2 separate regions of the Oryctolagus cuniculus genome follow, and region 1 is linked to region 2. Evidence: chromatin contacts called from public Hi-C data. All regions are on one chromosome and are shown on one strand. The core of a region is the stretch at or near the end of the contact, and the rest is flanking DNA. Distances in the headings are between cores, read along the strand shown. Region 1 holds the start of NEURL1 (neuralized E3 ubiquitin protein ligase 1). Region 2 overlaps NEURL1 (neuralized E3 ubiquitin protein ligase 1).

The links. Hi-C and Micro-C count contacts between places; a contact is called where the count stands out from the background.
Region 1: a contact with region 2 is called in a Hi-C map of psoas muscle, with 2.3 times the contacts expected there. The contact joins the promoter of NEURL1 here to the enhancer-like site in region 2. A contact is called at or near these places in 2 of 6 Hi-C or Micro-C datasets (psoas muscle and an unstated tissue).

What each region holds. Positions count from the first base shown.
Region 1 is chr15:26,526,054-26,529,511 of mOryCun1.1, forward strand. NEURL1 (neuralized E3 ubiquitin protein ligase 1) reads right to left here and starts at 1,946. Exons shown (of 7, transcript XM_051824142.2): 1 at 1,281-1,946. The coding sequence starts at 1,365. It overlaps LOC127484235 (a long non-coding RNA gene), which reads left to right and starts at 2,009. Exons shown (of 2, transcript XR_007911102.2): 1 at 2,009-2,259.
Region 2 is chr15:26,486,359-26,489,611 of mOryCun1.1, forward strand. It overlaps NEURL1 (neuralized E3 ubiquitin protein ligase 1), which reads right to left. Exons shown (of 7, transcript XM_051824142.2): 2 at 3,252-3,253. Among named protein-coding and RNA genes, the nearest start is that of NEURL1, 40 kb to the right of the region's middle. Within about 2 kb of position 1,778, at least 2 of the 8 cell types and tissues checked have an H3K27ac peak or open chromatin away from gene starts, as enhancers often do.

The DNA.
Region 1 (3,458 bases), core at 696-3,195, 40 kb after region 2:
CCAGTTTGAGTCCCGGCTGCTCCACTTCCTATCCCGCTCTCTGTTACCATCTGGGAGAGCAACAGAAGATGGCCCAAGTCCGTGAGCCCCTGCACCTTCGTGGGAGACCTGGAAGAAGCTCCTGGCTTCCGACTGGCCCAGCTCCGGCCCTTGCGGCCATCTGGGGAGTGAACCAGCAGATGGAAGACCTCTCTGTCTCTTTGCTTCTGCCTCTCTGTAACTCTGCCTTTCAAATAAATAAATAAATCGTACAAATAAATAAAGGGTTTTACCAAGTGCTGCCCTGCTAGTTTCCAGAAGCAGCACAATAAACCCACTGCTTTTCCTTAGCTGATGTTCTGAGAGCTGGGGTGAGGATGTAGGATGGTGGCCCCATGTCTCCTCTGTCTCAGTCTTGAAAATTAACTGTCCAGCAAAAGAGGGGACAGAGCTTTTAAGTCAGAAGACGCGTCTGACGCCCGGGGTTCCCACTCCCGCTGGCCCGGGGAACCGTAAATAAGCCTCGGTTCTCCTCAACTGTAAAATGGGTATGATTAGCTCTGCTGCCAACCCAGGCACGCTGAGGTGTCTGCGGCAGGGGGACGCGAGGGAGTGGGCCCTCCCGACTGGGCTGCTGGTTCTGACAGGAACTGACAGGGCACAAGGGCCAGGGGTCCCCCAGAGGCAGCGCTGGGAGCTGCAAGGCCAGGGGCCAGGCGCTGGGTGACGCTGAGGGCGCGGGGCACAAAACCTTCCCGGGAAATGCGCCCCCGTTTCAAGGCTCCAAGCCGCTCTTTGACAGGGCTCCGACAGAACGCAAACCGAGCGAGCTCAGCGGATGCGAAAAGTCAACAGCTGCAAAGGACCCCGGGAGCCATGGGCGCCGCGCCGCCTGCCAGGCTGCTCTGCCCGGCCCGGATTGTTAAGACCCCCCGGATCCTGTGCGCAACCAGGGCTTCCGGCCTCCTCCCCCGAGGAGCCCGCGGGACCACCTGAGCTTCCCTCCACACTCCCGCACCCGCGCGGCGAGCGCCCTTCCCCGCCCCCTCCTCACGCCGCCTAGCGTCAGGGCCTGAGGGGACTCCGGGGACGAGCCCAGCGCTGGAACACGGAACGCCATCCTCCCCGACTTTCACCCTCACCCGCCGCGCGCCCGGCCCCCGCCAGGTGTGCACCCCCTGTCTCCAAATACGCCCAACAGGTGGCACCTGCCCGTGCTGCCCAACAACACGTCTGCAGCCCGCCTTGCCCTTCCACCTGCGCCCCGCGTCCCCCGGCGGCGCCGGGCCCGCGAAGCTTACCTTTGAGGTTCTGCGGGTGACCCCGCGGCGCCCGGCTCGGGTTCCCTCGCGGCAGAGAGGGGACACTGGAGAGGTTGTTACCCATGGCATCCGGCCCCGGGGCTCCGGCGCTGGCTGGGGGCAGGCGAGGTTGGGCAGCCGCCGAGGGGCTGTGTGCCAGTGCGCGCGCCGGTGCGCGCCGCCGGGGGAGGGCCCTGGTGGGGCTGCGGCCGGGGGCGGGCGGGCCGCTGCTCTCCTCCCTCCCTGTCTCTGGGCTTGGCGTCCTCGGCGGGTCCTGCTCGCCGCAGCTGGCCTCGCGCCCGCCGGCTACCTGCCTCCCATGCCCCGCGCCGGGGGCGGGGGCCGCGGTCGGGCCCCTGGGCCGGGGCCAGCGGCGCCCGGGGCTCCCCTCTCCCTACGGCTGGCGCTCGGGTTCCGGCAGGTGGCGGGCGGCGCGGCGGCTTCGGCGCGCTCCCCCGGGGCCATAGAGTCAGGGCTCGCGGCGCGGGCGCTCGGTGGCTCGGCTAGCCCGGGGCCCGGCGGTTCGGTGACAGGCTCGGTCCCCGCCCGCGGGGACGGCGGCTACGGCAACGCGCGTGGCGCCGGGCTCCGAGGGGCGCGGGCCGTGCCGGGTCTCCGCGGCCGCCGCGCTCGCGCTCCCGCCCCCTGCCGGCCCCTCCTGCGACCGCGGCCCGGGCCCCCGCAGTCTCCGGGAGTCCCCCGCTCCGGTTGCTATGGCGACAGCGGCGCCGGTGAATGAGCGTCTTAGTGACACGCGCGCGCCCGTTCGGCCAGATGTGGGTCCGGGGCGTTGCCGGCGGCGCGAGGAGTTGGGCTCCGAGGCCGGGGCTCCTGCCCTGGCAGGGCCCCTGGAGCTGCTTCTGGAAGACCGGAGGGGCATCTGGAAGGGACTCCGAGCGTCGCCTCTCGGATGTGCGGGTTTTCCCAGCGCCAGGTGCAGGGCTTGGAAGGGCGCAGTGAGCTCCAGGAAAACGAATGAGTGAGTGGATGACTGAACAAAGGAATGGAAATTAGGAACCCCGACACTCCACCCTCCGACCCAGTCAGGTCCAAAGGGGCGCTGGGGCGAGGGTTCAGCACCAGGACCCCAGGCGGTCCCATTGCTGCACAAACCGGGGGCTTTGGGGGGCACGCAGAGCAGACCCACAGGAGCGGGGCTCTGGTCAAGCTTGGGGACAGTCAGGGACAGAGCATCAGAGAACCACTGACTGAACTGAGCGGCTCTGTCCAGGCAGGTGGGATCCGCAGCCTGTAGCAGTCAGAGAAGGCTTCCTGGAGGAAGGGCCTCAGGTGACTGTTCCATCCGTGAGACTCAGCACTGCTGCCCAGAGCTTTCAGGGAGAGAAAGGGCACTCTCCTGCTACCTGCCCCGGCGTCACTGTCTCCCGGGGGAATGGAGGGGATGCTCCAGGCCCCTCCTCCCACAGTCAGGTCTCCTCCTTGGTCTGGCTTCAGCAAACCTGGTCCCCGGTCCAGCAAAGACCCCAGTGGGCAATGGGCATCTCATCCATCCTCTCCCAGAAGGTTCTCTCCCCACATCAGGCAGAGTTTGTGTCCTGACCCTCTCTGACCATTCCACGCTCTCAGCCACTTCTTTCTTTATTTATTTTTTTAAGATTTATTCATTCACTTGAAAGGCAGAGCCACAGAGAGGCAGAGGCAGAGGGAGACCGAGAAGTCCTCCATCCACTAGTTCACTCCCCAAATGGCTGCAACAGCCAGAGCTGGGCTGATGCAAAGCCAGGAGCCAGGAGTCTCCTCAGGGTCTGTCACGTGGGTGCGGGGCCCCAGCATTCGGGCCACCCTCCACTGCACTCCCAGGCCTCAGCAGAGAGCTGGATCAGGAGTGGAGCAGCCGGGACTCGAACGGGCGCCCACGTGGGATGCTGGCACTGCAGGCAGCGGCTTCACCTGCTACAGCACCGGCCCCTCAGCCACTTCCCATTCTTCTGTTTTATGCTCTTCACGCCTTGGATACAGAACCCCTCTTGAAGTAGCTTTCTCCTGTTCTGTTCTGCCCTCTCCCTCCCCCCAAGTAGATCATAAGTGCTCGGGGACATCACAAGTCCCTCCCGTTCACCCTGGGGTCCCTGTGTCCTGGGAGAGGCCCAGGACCAATGACCCGGTGAACCCCTGCCCGCCCGTGAAGAGCTCGGTTAAGTCCCTTGAGTTGAGCCC
Region 2 (3,253 bases), core at 528-3,027:
GGCAGCAGAGCCACGTGGACTTTTGTTTGCTAGCACGTGGTCCAGACAGACATAGTGATGCCAGCGTCTCGGAGACGTCTTGGGGCAGGCAGATCCATCCGGTACCCGAGCAGGGACTTTGGACATGGAATCCCACAGGCAGGAAGCAGGGCTGGGCATGCCCCGGGGGCTCCCAGCTCTGGCAGAATTCCCAGCTGGTCTTCAGTAAACTGCCCTTCCTTCGCTGCCCTAGCAGCCTCTGGCCCCATTCAGGGAAGTGCAGCTGCCTGGGCTCTCCCAAGACCCTCCCTGCCACCATGGCCATCCCTGCTCTCCCGCCATCCCCCTCTCTCCCAGTGCCTGTCTGCCAGCTCCTCTTCCCTCCGGGGCGCCAGCTGGGTTTTCATGGTGGGTTACCCTACCCGGCTCTCTGCTCACTGAGTCCTTTCTCATCTGTGTCCTCCAAGGCCCTGCCTACATCTGCCTTCTAGCAACTGCAGGGGAGAACATGGGACAAACTCACTGAACAACGGGAACCATCCAAATTACAGCCCGCAGGCCTCTCAGATGGAAGAGCCTCCTCAGAACACTGGGTCCAGCCCTGCCATCAGGCAGGCAAGTCCTGTGCCCATTTTGTAGATGTAGCCATGAAGACCTAGTACGTTAGAGACAGCCTTGAGACTCCATAGTGGGTGGAGGACAAAGAGGCCTCGAGCGCAAGATGAATGTCTGCTGGCCCTAGGTTTAGTGGGACATCCAGGTCAGGGCATCAGCAGGGGAGAAGACAAAGCTGCACAGGGCATGGAGGAGGCGGAAGTGACTGTTGGCCCTGGGGGTAAGTCAGGGAGGGGCGTGGCCCTGGTGGGAGGAGCTGGGAGGCAGCTCCTAGCTGCCATGGGGTTTTTTCCATCAAGAACAAGAGACAATTTGATAGAGCTGATGAGTCACCTGGCATTTGGGGCTTAAGGACAACCTGCCAGGCCATCCTCCTTACCACAGTAAGCGGGGCCTGAGAGAGAGGAGCAGGGAACACGGCCTCCTCCCATGCCCGGAGCCAGCACAGGAGTGGCACTGCCGCGTGGAGTTTGAAGACAGTGCAGCAGATGGAGGTGAGGACAGAAGGACAGAAAGCCACCAGGACCGAGAGGGAGACAGAGCTGAGTGCTGCAGAGAAACCTGAGCCAAGGAGCCCAGAGGGCGTCCTCTGGGGTTGGGACAGGTGCCCCGCGCTGACAGCTGCCAGCCGCCCGGGATGACGGGAACACAACAGGTGCACAGGCGGGGGTGGAGACTGAAAGGGAATCTGAGAAAACAGACCGAAGTTGGGCGTCCCTCCCACCGCTGGCCCATTGCCAAGTAGCCCTTTCTTGGACCCTCCGGAAACACAAACACACCTGCTCCTGCTCCCCAGTTCTGGGCTTCAGGGCCAGCCTGGCCAGCCTGGACTAGACAGAGGGGTCCCCGTCCATGCCAAGCAGAGAGAAGCGCACAAGGAAGAACGCAGGCTTCTATTCGCAAGACAGAGTGTGCCAGCCCACACCCATAGAGCCCCCAGCTGGAAGCAAACATTTGCCTGTGATAAGATCTCTGTCACCTGCCAGGAAGGGTGGATGGATCTGCCTTCCCCCACCCCCCGCACCCCAGGGGCTGTTGGGAGCTCTGGTCTAGAGGTCAGACAGGTCAGTGCTATGGCCATGTGACCAGGCAATCCGCTGAGCTATCGGGGCCTCGGCCACCTCTCCTGGAACATGGTGATAACACAACACAGGCGGGCGGGAGGGCTGAACGCGGCCAGGCAACTGCTCGGAGGCCCAGAGGATTCAGGAGCCCAAGCAGAAGCTGGAGAGCAATGACTCCGGGTGCAGGAAATGACTGCGGCACTGAGGATCTAAGCTACTTGGAGGAGGAGACATGGAGGACCTGCTTTAACAAGCACTGAGCCTGCCCCAGGCACCACTCTAAGCTGCCCATGTGTTTTTGCATGCATGCTGTATATGCAAATACATGGCACAGGGAGCCCAGTTCTCCTAAGGAAGGGGATTAAACATGGCCCCTTGTCACCTGGTAGGCATCCTGCCTTAGAGCAGGAGAAGGAATCTTAAACTTGAAGTGAACCCTTGTGCCAGAGACAGTAAGTGACGAACGACCAGGGTCTGCTTTCCTAAGATCTGCTCCCTCAGTATAACCTGGCTGGGGAAGGGAGGAAGGTCAATGCGACACTTATGGGGGGAGAGAGGCAGAGAGATGGGGAGACCCATGTGCTGCAGCAAGACGTGAGCCTCACCTGTCAGAGATATGAAAACGAATCGACTGATCCCTGCTGGGCCTGCCTGGATCATGAGAAAAGCTGGCCGCTGACGGCAGGAGGCTAAATCCTCTTCTTTGGGCAGACACCCCTCCCCCACCAGGAACACACATGCAAATGGCGTGCATGCCCACTCGCACCTTCAGGCCCATGGCTCAGCCAGAACTCCCAATGCCCACCGTTTCCAGCGCCAGGCCCCCAGCCAGCTGAAGCCACCCCAAGGCTGGGAGGGACTCCCCCCCGCCCCGGGCCTCTGCAGCCCACCCTGCCCCTCCCGAGGAGTCCGCTTCCTGCCTCCCACGCAGAGCTGGCTCACAGGGGAAGGCAGAGCACTGGACAGGCTGATGCAGATTTTCATGCCTGCTCCTGGGCCCTGGCCCCGGCCATCTGTGGAGTCTCCCGTTCCAACCTTTGGGCTGAAACACTGAGCATCACTGGTAGATGGACTGACAGTGCAGGACCACCCCACGGGGCCCAGGCCTTGGGTGGGAGCACTCCCGGAAGGCCCACTGGCAAACAGATCCCTATGGTTTGACAACACCAACCACCTGTCACTGTGCCATTAAGAGTGTTGTCTACACTGGGGCCTTCACAGCACGGCTGGAAGCAGACTCTGGAGTGAGGCTGCCAGGGTTCAAATCTCAGCCCAATTACCACCTGGGTGTCTGTTTCCTCTTCTCAAAGACAGGGTTCATGAAAACAGTCTTCCTCCCCGGGCTGTTGCAGGACGCAGTGAGCTGTCCTCAGGACAGCGTGGAATGGGAGGAGGGGCTATGTGTGTGTATGACGGGGCTGCTGCTTCCCCGCCTGACCCAGGAGGAAGCAGGGAAATGGCCAAACTGGGCCTGGGTCTGAGTCAGTCAGCCCAGAGCTCTACCAGCTGCCTGGGCCTTCTGCCCTGCAGAGCTTTATAGCACCCCCACTCCCTGTGTGGGTCCTCACTGTCTCCCCAGTCCACAGTGCTCACCA